Linked DNA regions of Ovis aries: region 1 is linked to region 2. Evidence: chromatin contacts called from public Hi-C data. All regions are on one chromosome and are shown on one strand. The core of a region is the stretch at or near the end of the contact, and the rest is flanking DNA. Distances in the headings are between cores, read along the strand shown. Region 1 holds the start of STIM1 (stromal interaction molecule 1). Region 2 overlaps STIM1 (stromal interaction molecule 1).

Region 1 (3,476 bases), core at 763-3,262, 43 kb after region 2:
ACCTACATCGGCCTACTAGTTTTCCCCTTCATAGCCCAATGAGAACCAAGCTTTCAGTTAGTTTCAGGGGCCAAGGAGACAATGTGTGGAGAAACAGGATTAATATGCAAGGAGGTCCTATCTTCAAAGCTACATCCTAGGTGCCATACTTATATATAAGGCAACTCCTGGCCTCACTTGTAAGTCAACCCTTGAGGTACCTATAATCACATCCAGCCCAGTCAAGGAACTTAAAGGGGGATTACCTAAGAAAGGGTCTACCACCAACGTCAGCCCCAGAATCCATCCATGAAACTTCCTGGCCACCATGACACTTCCTTTTCCTCCTTGTATCAATGGGTGTTCACTCAGGCGACCCCTCCCTTGAGCTTGCCCACCCGTAGGAAGAACCCAGCTATAAATTCTCCTTACTCTGCAGCCCACTGCTTTGGGCAGATCCTAGTGACAGGGTGAGAGACATGAGGGTAAAAAAATGGATTCCTTCTAAGCTTTGTGTAAAACAACTGAATTTTAAAGGTGCTTTTTTTTTTTTTTTCTCTGCAACAGAGCACCAGGGCTCCTACTTTTTTGACAAGGCTCCACGAGTACACAGGAAAAAGCAGGAGAGATCAAAAATATCGTAGAACTCCTACCATCATCAGTCAGAAGAAACAGAGTAAGTCAACAAGTGGTCCCAGGAATTATATCATGCCTATGTCAAGAAAAGTCCATTTAACTCCCTAGTGGTAAATAGCACTCCATCTAAGGAACTGCTTTGATATTTCAGATGGGCACAGCTAGGAGACAGCAGATTACCTAAGGGCAGGGAGGAAATAGGGTTCCCACGCTCACTGGAATAGCAAGGCACACCTCAACACTAACTTACAGAGTAATAAAGCTGGCTCAGTCCTGACTTTCCCTGCCCAGTCCAAGTAGCCTCAACCTCCCCTCTGCTGCCAAGTGCTGAAACTGGCCAAAAGCAATAGACTTATCATCTGCCCAGGCCATTATTCCAGGCAAGTAATCCTGAGACAGGGTCTTGACTTGCTGATCTGAAAGGCCAAGGTGTGCCAGAAGCAAACCGCCTTTCTCTGCCAACAAAAGACATCCTGAGGAGGGATGAAGAAAGTTGTTCAAGACACAAAGACATCAGCAGTAGCTCCTGAACGGAAAGAACTCCCTGGACTCCTAAGAACTGGCAGTGCCATGAGTGGGTCCTCCATCAATCACAAGTGTAGAAACCGACTGTTCAAACTTCCCCACTTGGGCAACTCAGTTCTTGCCCGTGGTAAGGCCTTACCTGCTGCAGTGGACTCCTCAGAATTGGCCCCCGAGCCGGTCGCCTTCTCGCTGTGGCTTTGGCTGAAGCTCTGGCCGTGATGCAGGAGGAGCCCCCAAACGAGCCACAGGGCAAGACGAGCGCACACATCCATGACTCCAGGTCTCAGTCAACATGCGCCTGATGGAGACACCTCAGGGTCTCAGAGGCAAAGTTCGGAGCCCGGTCTTGGAACCCCAGGCAAGATGCCCTCGAGGTGCCGCAGCTGTCCAGCCACGCGCGAGTCTGCCTCCTCCGACAGCCAAAGGTCAAGTGCTCCAAGTTTGGGAGCGGGAGGAAGGCCGGCGTCTCCGGCCCAACTGTGTGTCCGCTGGAGCTGCGACGGCCTGAGTGCCCTGTCAGCTCAAGCCGCTTCCGGAGAGTTTGGACAAGGTGGCCGCGGAGCCGCTGTCCGCTCCGCAGCCGGCTACACCCCTTGGGGAGGGGGTGAGCGGGCGGGACCTCTCGCGGGCACCGGAGTGGGGGAGGGAGAGAAAGGAGGAGAAGGGGGCACCTGGCTTCGCCCCGCCGGGGATCCTCGAGCAGCGCAGGTTCGGGGAGGGCGTGCGACTCCGAGGCCCCCGCGGGCGCGGGCGGCTCGGGGATCCCAGGCCTCCAAGGCCGAGGTCAGCGATCCCGCCCAGTCCCGTGCCCCGGCCGGCGGTGCCCAGGTTCAGCAGGCGGACGCGCACGGGCCAGGCCCGGGATAGAGGCTCGCGGGCGTGCGGGCGGGAGGCGCGGGGCGGGCCCGGGGCGGGCGGGGGCGTGCTCTCCCGCAGGCCCGCCCAGCGCCGCCCGGCCCCCAGCGAAGCCCGGGCCCGCCCCAGCGCTGGGTTTATCCCGGAATAACCTGTTGTAGGCAGCCACCCGGCGCCCGCAGACCCCGGAGGGCTCTCCCGGTCCGCGCTAGTCTCCGCTAGGATCCCTCTCCCCAGCCAAGGGTCGGGTCCCAAGCTTCCCTTTCGCCCACTAGTCTCTCCCGTGCTAACCGCCCGCAAACGGACGGGCTGGCGGGCGCTGACACGCAAGTCGCTCAGGTAACCCAGGCCTGCGGCGGCGGCGGCGATGATGACAGTGGCCCGGATCTCCGGGCCTCGGTGCCGACCCACTCGCCTCAGCTCTAGAGCCGGGCAAGGCAGAGGGCCTGGACACTACGACTGCCGCCCGGTACTGCCCGAGGAGACAACGACCCGGCCCGGTTCAGCGGGGGGCGCGTTCCCAGCCCCCTACTCCCGGCCGGCATCCTAGGCTCCGCCCCTCTCGCCGCTCCCCGCAGCCAATCGGCTCCCGCCTCTCTGCAGCTTAGGAACCCGCGCGCTTAGTCACCCCTGTGCAGCGGCCCCTGGCGGGCAAAGCTAGGTTCTGCGGCCGGGATCGGAGCTCCTTGGGAGGCCCTGCCCCTTTGCAGAGAGCTGGGGAATTAGAGCGAGGACCCGCCCCGGGGGAGGCCCATTGGGGCCTGCTAGTGTTTTCAGAAGGAATGATGCCAGAAAACAAAGCGAAGCGTCCAAACCAGTATAGGTAAAATGGCCCCACACATTCCTAAATGGCCAAAGGGCCCCATATCTGCCTTCCTGACCTTCCCCCCTAATTTACCCCCCCCAATCCAAGCTAAGTAGGATGCCCTCCCTTAACTCTCTCAGCCCATTTTCCTACCCGTCCCCCAACCCCCTCCCCTCTGAGGTTTCTGCGGGTAGGGCCTGTGTAGGTTCCTCCCTGCATCTCACTCTCCCAGCTCTGTGTGTGGCTTGAGGGTGTTAGCGACTTGAGAACGAGTGCCCCTATAAAGAGGGAGAAGCGTCTGGGCCTCCCTCAACAGAGCCTGCACTTCCTGTTCTCTTCTCAAGTGTGCTGTCAGCAGATCTTTACTGAAACCTGCTCTGTGCCCTGCCCTGTCCTTGGCACCGGCCCTCCCCTGACAGTGCTAAGCCAGCTACCTGTTCTGAGCAAGCCCTCTGAAGATCGGGAACACGGATTTGCCCAACAGCTGCCGGGCTTAAGAGTTAGGCTGTTAATATAAAAATACACCTCCGACGTCATCTACTACCACCCTCCCACTCTCTTATTGAACTTCGGTAACACTGGTCTTAAGTTCCTCAAGCACATGGAATCTCAGCCACCTCCCATGCCTCCTAGCTACTGTGGCTTCTACCTAAAACACTCTCTTCCCCTCCAGGGC
Region 2 (3,712 bases), core at 539-3,038:
GAATAGGAAAACAGGGATAGAGAGAAGGATGGGGGTAATGGGAGCTCAGGGGGACCCTAATCATTGTGGCAGGGGAAGCTGTTAGGTAAGGCTTCCCAGAGAAGTTGGTACCTTGGCTGGTCTAGAGATGAAGGACATCAGCTCTAGGGGGAAAGACCAGTTTCTACAGGAGGCCAGCTTCCAGACTATCCAATGAAAAGACAGCAGAGATAAGAGGGTCTTTTTCAGGCACATAGCACTTACAGGGGCCAACCAGAGATGGCTTTAGGGAGTACAAACTAGGTCAGGTTGTTGCCAGATACAAAGTTCCTTGCCTGTTGCCCTTCAGGAAACAAACCAGGCAGTTTTTACTTTGACAGAATTTTAGACCTGAAAGAAATCTTTGAAATCACCTAAATAAAGCCCCACTTCATTGACAATAAGAGGTCCTAAGATAGCCTGGTTTTATTTGTCCCCACAAGTTGATGATGGGAAAAACACACGTTAGACAATGACAATTATAATGGCTGACAATTAATGACAGTTTATTGTGTGTCAGAAGGTGAAAGTGAAAGTCGCTCAGTCGTGTCCAACTCTTTGTGACTGTATTCTCCAGGCCAGAATACTGGAGGGGGTAGCTGTTCCCTTCTCCAGGGGATCTTCCCAACCCAGGGATCAAACCTAGGTCTTCTGCATTGCAGGCAGGCAATCTGTTAAATGTTTGACATGGATTATCGCACCTTAATCACCACAACAGCCCTATGAGGTGGATAACATTATCTCCAAGTTAGAGATGAGGAAGTAAGCTGAGAGAGGTTAAGTAACTTACCCAAAGTATTACTAGCAAGTGATGGGACCCACGCAGACCAACACCAGGGTCCATGTCCTTCATCACGAGACTAAGGTACCAACTTCTCCAGGAAGCCTTCCCTGACAACTTTCTCTCCCACCAAAAATGAGGGGGCCTCCGGTGCCCACTGCCCCCACCCTTCTATCTACCCCTTTGTCTCATCCCCTCTATCAGAGCAGTGAGCATCACCAAACTGAGTTCCATGAAGGCAGAGATTAGCAAAACAGAAGCTTCCTTATATCCCTCATACCCAGCACTGCATTTGCAGCTCAGTAATGCCTTTAGAATAAACAACTGTCAAGGAATATAGTTTAATGATAGACACATACTTCAAGGTCAAACAGATCTGAATCCAGGCACACTCCTTCTTAGCTGTATGATCTTAACTGTGACTTAACCACTCTGGGATTCAGAGTGGTAACATTTTTCACCATAAAACTTTCTGAGAAAACTAAGCCAAGTACCTTATATAGTACCTCACACATATCAATAAAAGTCACTCAATTTCATTTACCATCCTCCTCCTTTCTCCTTGTCCTACATATATCAGTAGAAAGAACACTAGTCTGGGAATCCAGAATCTAATTAGCTATAATCTTTGTTACTTCTCCTTTCTGGGCTTCAATTTTCTCATCTGCAAAGCACAGAACTATTGGTCTGGAACAAATGAAATAAAATGTGCTTCAGTGGTTTAAAAGCCCTGCACAGATGGAAGGAATTTTTGTCATACCATCTATCCAACTTTTAATCAACCTTGAACCACGCTGCACCCAAATGTCTTGAAGCTCACAGAAGAAGAGTGATCTCTCAGAGATCAAAAACTAAAAAAGGAGAGTACATTTGCACTGTCACTAGGGGAAGGAGCCAGTCCCACTGAGGAGCTGAGGTAAGACACTGCCAAATGGCTTTGCTCCAGCAGTCCCTAGCTAATTAAGGCCTTACTCCCCTGCCTTGTCTGCCGGTGACCTCTGCAAAGGCTAGAGAACACCAAGTGCTTAACAGAAGCTCTTCTCCTAGCCAGAGCGACAAGGTATTGCCAGCTAAGGATCAGCCATAGTTTTTGCTAAGAGGTTCTTTGCCCTTGGCCTTCCTTAGAACAGAGCCAAAATAGGGAGCCCTTAGGCTGTCCTGAGGTTATCAGTTTAGAATTCCTAAGAGTCAGCCCTAAACACAGCTACCAGGACCCTGGCTCTGAAATATGTCAGATGTGACACAACTGAGGCCTGGCCAGCCAGGCCCTCTGGACACATGAGGGAGTCCTCTCATGCTGTGGAGCACAGAGCTAAGGATGAAGGGTTCAGCCTTCCCATTCTCAGCTAGGAGTATTTCATCTTAGATGCATCCAAGGCTGTTTTGCAAGCTCCTCAGGCTTCACAGGCCCCAGAAACTTAATTGCTTCCTTTGCCTGGTGACTCAGATGGTAAAGAATCTGCCTGCAATGCAGGAGACCCAGGTTCAACCCCTGGGTCGGCAAGATCCCCTGGAGAAGGAAATAGCAACCCACTCCAGTATTCTTGCCTGGAGAATCCCATAGACAGAGGAGCCTGGGGGGCTACAGTCCATGAGGTTGCAAAGAGTTGGACACAAATGAGCAACTAACACTTTCACTTTTTGCTCATTAAGGCAGAACTCTCACTCTGCCCCTTAAGGCTTCCTATACCCCAAGCCAGGGTCTCAGTTTAAACTGTCACTCCATTTATCTCAATCTTCAATAGTTAAAATGTACAGACCCTTTTTGTTGTTAAGGGTTTAACTGTTGGGTTGGGAAAGACTATAGGTCAAAAACAATACACATGAGGAAGTGAAGAAGTTTAAAAAGTCTTAACAAATTAGTTACAGTCACTGTCCTCATTTCATAGTTCCTGGTTCCTGTCCTAACTGGTGCTTTTAGAGAACAACTACAGATAGTCTTCAAACTATTTTTAAACAAAGTTTAAACATTGTTTCAAACAATGCATTTTTCAAATGCAGTTCAAATTAAACTCAATTAGAGGTTTCAATATCTACCTCTAATTAGGTATCTAATGAAGTAATGGCTCTAGGCAGTAAACATCAGTTCAGTTTAGTCGCTCAGTCATGTCTGACTATTTGTGACCCCATGAATTGCAGCACAGGCCTTCCTGTCCATCACCAATTCCTGAAGTTTACCCAAACTCATGTCCATCGAGTCAGTGATGCCATCCAGCCATCTCATCCTCTGTCGTCCCCTTCTCCTCCTGCCCCCAATCTCTCCCCAGCATCAGGGTCTTTTCCAATGAGTCAACTCTTCGCATGAGGTGGCCAAAGTACTGGAGTTTCAGCTTCAGCATCAGTCCTTCCAATGAACACCCAGGACTGATCTCCTTTAGAATGGACTGGTTGGATCTCCTTGCAGTTCAAGGGACTCTCAAGAGTCTTCTCCAACACCACAGTTCAAAAGCATCAATTCTTCAGCGCTCAGATTTCTTCACAGTCCAACTCTCACATCCATACATGACCACTGGAAAAACCATAGCTTTGACTAGATAGACCTTTGTTGGTAAAGTAATGTCTCTGCTGGTAAGGTAAACATCAATGGCTCCTAAAATCACTGACAAAAAGCTGATGGGAAATATTTTAATGAATAGATCAAGTGAACTCTTCCTCAATCTTAACATTACAAATAGAAAATCAGATATTTGAAAATAAACATATTTTCAAAAAAAGGAAAGAGAGAAGAAAGAAGGAAAGAAATTATTGATTCTGGATCTGATCAAGCCTTAAGATTCAAATACTAAGTTTATAGACAGTATAGAGGACTTAGGGACATGTTAAATGCCATAAAGAAAGCTGAGCACCGAAGAATTAATGCTTTCAAATTGTGGTGCTGGAAAAGACTCTCAAGAGTCCCTTGAACAGCAAGGA

The links. Hi-C and Micro-C count contacts between places; a contact is called where the count stands out from the background.
Region 1: a Hi-C map of liver shows a contact between it and region 2, with 2.7 times the contacts expected there. The contact joins the promoter of STIM1 here to the enhancer-like site in region 2. A contact is called at or near these places in 5 of 16 Hi-C or Micro-C datasets (blood, liver, muscle and 1 more).

The regions. Positions count from the first base shown.
Region 1 is chr15:49,982,587-49,986,062 of ARS-UI_Ramb_v3.0, forward strand. STIM1 (stromal interaction molecule 1) reads right to left here and starts at 2,013. Exons shown (of 13, transcript XM_060399990.1): 1 at 1,280-2,013. The coding sequence starts at 1,412.
Region 2 is chr15:49,940,158-49,943,869 of ARS-UI_Ramb_v3.0, forward strand. The region is part of intron 1 of STIM1 (stromal interaction molecule 1); the gene reads right to left. Among named protein-coding and RNA genes, the nearest start is that of STIM1, 43 kb to the right of the region's middle. Within about 2 kb of position 1,789, at least 20 of the 54 cell types and tissues checked have an H3K27ac peak or open chromatin away from gene starts, as enhancers often do. A contact at or near this core is called in liver and muscle, where this site is marked.